2 separate regions of the Mus musculus genome follow, and region 2 is linked to region 1. A link is a contact called in public HiChIP or PLAC-seq data. All regions are on one chromosome and are shown on one strand. Each heading gives the region's core, a stretch centred on a gene start, on an enhancer-like site or on the middle of the called end of the contact. The rest is flanking DNA. Distances are from core to core; before and after follow the strand shown. Region 1 holds the start of Il20ra (interleukin 20 receptor, alpha). Region 2 overlaps Map3k5 (mitogen-activated protein kinase kinase kinase 5).

Region 1 (2,588 bases), core at 47-2,546:
AAAAGCAAGGTAGCTGTCTGCTTGAGCTAGCTCCTTTAAGGCTATGAATGAGTCATATTTAAACAGAAATGCATACATGTCCTAACATTGATATAAAAAGAATATGTTGCTATCATACTGTCTTCTTACTTTTTTCAGGGATTACATATGAATCAGTAAGAGCCCAGTTTGTGCAGGAAAGGAAAGAAACATGACAGTTAACAGGCAGATGTCAGAGAACCGATCACTGAGAAAAGAAGTCGAAGTTTGAAACTAGTAGCTACTGATTGCAGTTTCCACTCCTAAGGCTGGAGAAACAAAAGGAAGACATGACTACACAGAAGATAAAGGAATTTCACTAAATGGAGATTTGGACCCATGAGAATTGGGTCCAGCCAGCGAGGCAAATTCTTCGTGTATCTGAAGAAGCTGGAAACTAGGACAGCTAACAGGTCCTGTCCCTCCTCCTCCAGGGCCCCCTACCGGTGTGAACTAGAAGCACAACTGAATAGCAGGGTCTGCTTTAACCCTCCAGAAGCCTTCAAATCCAATCCAAGACTCTTAGGACTCTTTGAGCCGGAAAAAAAACAGGAGTGAAAACAGGAGTGTAAGGCATTCTAAAAACGGCTGCATCTCTGACTGCCTCCACCACAAAAGGGGTTCTTTGTTCGTCTGTTTTGTTTTCTTTTAGTTATTGAGACTCTTCTAGATGTCTGTTGATTCAATTTTAGGGCTATTTCTCTTTATTTGTGCATTTGCAACAGGAGTCTATGGAGGAAAGAGAGAGTCTGCCTGAAGTACATGGTTAATTTGTTTCTTTTCGCATTGTGTTTAATGTTTACAGCTACCTAGAAAGGAGGAGCCCTGAGGTCTGCTTGCACATCTCTGTCACAGTGTTCCCTGGCTTTTCCTTTCTTTCTCTTAGCTGGGGGATGGCCCTCTCCCATTTGGGAGACTTCTATTGTGTTTTGAGGTTGCATCTGCTCTTCTGTAAAATGCAAAGATACCTGACTTCGGGGTGTGGGGAGGAAATCTCGACTAGGGTAAGCAGCATGCCTAACAGTAAGTTGAGAAATATGTACCTATTTCACCCTTCCAGCTTCTTCCGGGATGAAACCTGACATTTCAAGTGAATGATAAGACTCTGCTGTACTGAGTCAGAGCTCATCGGCTTCTCCATCACCCCCTGAAGCCTGTGTGGACTCAGAACTGAAACCCAGACAGCCACCCTCGCGTGGACTCCCTGCAGGGGGAGCTGGTTGTGCACAGCAGACTCTGGGCTCCATCGCCCGGGTCTCGCTGTTGCAGAGGAGCCCCGGGGAGGCCACGCCGCGTTCCCGAGATGTGACCCGAACTGACAGCCCATGCACACTCCCGGGACCCCGGCGCCGGGCCACCCGGACCCGCCGCCACTGTTGCTGCTCACGCTGCTTCTGCTGCTGGCCGCTTCGGGACGCGCAGGTAGGAGAGTCGCTCCTCTCGGCAAGGGCTACCTGGCAGGAGCCTGAAAGGGTCCACGCCGGGCTCCAGCTTGCTGAATCCGAGCTGGGGTTGGGGGGTACAGGGGTGGTAGTAGCCCTCCTGAGTGGCCCAAAACTTGTACCTCGAAACTGGTGACAGTGATGGCAAGGGGCGGCTCGCACTAAAACCTTGGCAAGTCCAAGATTCATAGCCTGTGGGAGCTTGGATCAGAGTTTGGAAAAGCCAAATCAGCCCCAAAAGGGTAAGCCACATCCCGTTTTCCTGGCAATCCTGACGTGTGCGTATACGTACTTCTGAGAAATAACAAAGCATAAAACAGTAAGACATAAAGCACTAGAAGGATTTTCTCTGTTGTTTTAAAGTTTAAACCGTAACCGCTGGAATTCAGAAAGCCAAGCTGATTCACTTTTTAAAAGTTTCTTTTTCTTTCTTTTTTTTTCCTTCTTTCTGTTTTTCTGCCATATAAAAACATACTCTTTAAAAAGCAAGGTATCTCAGCAAGGTATCTCACGGTTTCAATTAAAGACAACAGCCACAAAGCTTCCCAAAATATCAATTGTAATTTTATAAAATTGATTCAAGCACCTGTGCTCCAGCCTGGAAAAACCAGCGAGTGGGGAAAAAAAGTGAGACCTCAATCAGAGAAAACATGATGCTCACTACCTTTCAGAGGCCGGAAGCATGCACGCTGGCCTTGGAGCGGTTTCTGAACCGTGTAGTCTATACAAGAAGATTATTTTCTAAGTTCTAAATTTATGCAAGTATATGGTTATATTTTAATAATCCAAGATAAGCCAAATGTGAAAAGGCTTATTCAAATATCCCTGATATGAATTCATTTTCTGTTTTTAAAGCACAGTTGAAGTTTATTATAAAAGGTCTAGACAGAGATTTAAGTATGGTCATCAAGGGGGATGAGAGACAAGCATATGTATACACACATATACACACACATATACATATACATCTATATGAATGATTACGGGAAGATCTCTGCATACAGTGAGTGCAATAGAGCTACCATACTGAACTTGCTTGGTGTTAATGTGAGAAATAAAACTTGCTCACTAACTGGGCAAAATGATATTAGAAGGCAGCAATACTCCTAACTTAACAGCAAAATCTAA
Region 2 (2,588 bases), core at 25-2,524, 350 kb after region 1:
ATAAGCTCAGTGGTTCAGAGGAAAATAATCTCTCCTGAAGATGTATTTCAGAGAGTCTCCTTGAAGAGGCATATTTAAAAATAAGTGTGTTCACCTTGTCTTTCAATTGAATGTAGGCATTTAAAACTTGTGTGTTCCGAGTAGTCTTACGTGGGCACACACACACTTTGTAAGAGTTGTTGGGGATGTAGCTCAGTGTTGAGGTATTTACCTAGCATGCACAAGGCCTGGCTTTGATCCCCTAACATGTCAAATAAACACGCTTTAGAGAGATGTTGGGCCTCAGGTCCACGTTACTTAAGCTTTCTAAACCTGAGTTTGCTCATGTTTCTAAAGCCTACTTGGTTGAATTTTTGTGAAAGTCCCCGTTTTGCAGCATAAAGTAAAGTATGTTTAGTAAATACGGAGGCCCAGTGATAAGTGCAAGTGTACTTAGAGAATGAAAACACACGTGTGGGATAAACACGGGGCTGAGGGGAGCAGGTGACCCTAAATCCGTGCTGTCTTCTGTGCTTGAATTCTCAGGTACCTCAAGTCTATCGTGGAGACCATTCTGATATATAAACACTTTGTGAAACTGACCACAGAGCAGCCCTCGGCTAAGCAGGAACTCGTGGACTTCTGGATGGATTTCCTGGTCGAGGCCACAAAAACAGATGTTACTGTTGTCAGGTTCCCAGTGAGTACTTTCGTGTGCATCTGAGTTCAGTTATCTGTTGCTTCCTGTTTTTAAGACGAATTTGGCAGTGTGATTTGACAGTCAAGATGTGGGGGACTTTCAGACCCTAGGTCCTAGCATGTACAACTGTCACTCGCTGCACATAATTCTTTTCTACAGATTGATTTTTTTGGCTTACTTATTATTTTTTAGTGCTTTATTATTGCTATGTATTTTGAGACAGGGTCTGGTTAAGTAGCCCAGGCTGGTCTTGAACTCCTGCTTCAGCCTAAGTGCTGGGATTACAGGCACATCCACCATGCCTAGTTTTGTTGACTTATCTACAAGGATCCTCCAACCCAGAGAAATGGGATACGTCTTGGGGCCAGGATTGGAGTTGCTCCTCATTGAGTGTCCTGAGGCACACTTCGAAAGCAGTAAAGAGATCATGCTTTGGTTAGGTCAAGGCAGCTCGTGAGATTGATGTCCTCCTTGGATGCTGTACTTTTGTTACTTTGTCTTAAGAATTATCAGCATTGCTATGACCAAGCTATCGGCTCACTTGTTTTGCAATTCTGTCTTAACCACTCTAAGCCAGGGGGGCTCAAAGTTGCCCTGTGGTCACATATACACCTGTGTAGCAATCACTTCCTGTGCTTGACTCTAGAAAATGGTGACTTGCAGGTTGGTCTTCAATCAGTGTGACTGGTTTCTAGCAGATGTATGTGTTTGTGTGTGTGCACATAAACACACAGGCATAGGCATAGACATACATATATATGCAAAAGATATATGTCTCTGTGTGTGTGTCTCTCTATATATACATAATATACTTATATACACACACATATATATATACTTACACATTGTGTACACACATCCATGTGTATGTGTGTGTGTGTATGCGTGGATACACAGAATAGACATAGACAAATATGTATGTGTATATATGCATACACATATATGTCTCTCTATATATACACACATACAAATTGTGTATATATATCCATGTGGGAGAAGGAATATAGGTCATATATGTGTGTGTGTTTGTGTGTACACATGAACACACAGACATAGTTATAGGCATACCTATATATACATACATACATATGTCTCTCTCTTTATACACACACACAGACACACACACATATTATGCATACACATCTGTGGGGGGTCCATAGGTTGTCCATAGGTCCTGTGTGTGTGTGAACATGTGCGTGTGCATGTGTGTGTACATGTGCGTGTTTGCTCGTGCATGTGTGCGTGTGTGTGTGTGTGTGTGTGTGTGTATGTGTGTGTGTGTGTGTGTGTGTATTTGTGGCTGTAGGTCATCCTCAATATCATTTCTCAAGAGCTATCCACTTGTGTTTTGAAACAAGGTCTTTCACTGGGATTAGGGTAGCATGGTCTGCCAACAAATTCCAGGGATTCACTTGTCTCCAGCTCTGTAACACTGGGATTATATGAGCTCAAACCACCAAGCATGACTCTTTCAGTGGTTACTGGGACTAAACTCAGTCTTCATGCTTGCATAGCAAACACTTTACTGGCTAAGCTTCCCCTCCACTCCCCCCCTCACACACACACGCACGCACACACACTCACACGCACGAATGCACACACACACACCGTTTAACAGGATGCATGGTTCGTGTTGTAGGAATGAACATGCTTTGCTCTGACTTCCTCGTGAAACCCTGCGCTCTGTTTCCTAGTATAGACAATGTGCAGCATCGGGAAACCCCAGTCTTGGAGTAAGCTGGCAGCTTGCCTTTCCCTGGTGCTGTGTGAGGCGCAGTAAATGTGGTAGAGGAACGAGAGGACATGCTGCTGATCTGCTGAGCTAGAAAGCCACGGGTGGGGAGAGCCACATGAAGGGAGAGCCACTCGTCTAAATGAGTTCAATGTAAATTAGTCTGTTGTAAGTAAG

What was found. HiChIP or PLAC-seq counts read pairs in DNA pulled down with a chosen protein or histone mark.
Region 2: a contact with region 1 is called in an H3K27ac HiChIP or PLAC-seq map of large pre-B cells, with 4 times the contacts expected there. The contact joins the enhancer-like site here to the promoter of Il20ra in region 1. A contact is called at or near these places in 1 of 39 promoter capture datasets (hippocampal neurons), 16 of 484 Hi-C or Micro-C datasets (the AML12 cell line, ECoMG myeloid progenitors, the G1E-ER4 cell line and 10 more), 2 of 115 datasets of contacts at active chromatin or transcription factors (astrocytes and large pre-B cells) and 1 of 9 other capture datasets (liver).

The regions. Positions count from the first base shown.
Region 1 is chr10:19,711,291-19,713,878 of GRCm38.p6, forward strand. It overlaps Il20ra (interleukin 20 receptor, alpha), which reads left to right and starts at 1,297. Exons shown (of 7, transcript NM_172786.2): 1 at 1,297-1,440. The coding sequence starts at 1,344. All of the region lies in intron 1 of Gm33332 (a long non-coding RNA gene), which reads right to left.
Region 2 is chr10:20,058,412-20,060,999 of GRCm38.p6, forward strand. Map3k5 (mitogen-activated protein kinase kinase kinase 5) reads left to right here. Exons shown (of 30, transcript NM_008580.4): 10 at 526-679. Among named protein-coding and RNA genes, the nearest start is that of Map7, 110 kb to the right of the region's middle. Within about 2 kb of position 1,275, at least 89 of the 459 cell types and tissues checked have an H3K27ac peak or open chromatin away from gene starts, as enhancers often do. A contact at or near this core is called in ECoMG myeloid progenitors and granulocyte-monocyte progenitors, where this site is marked.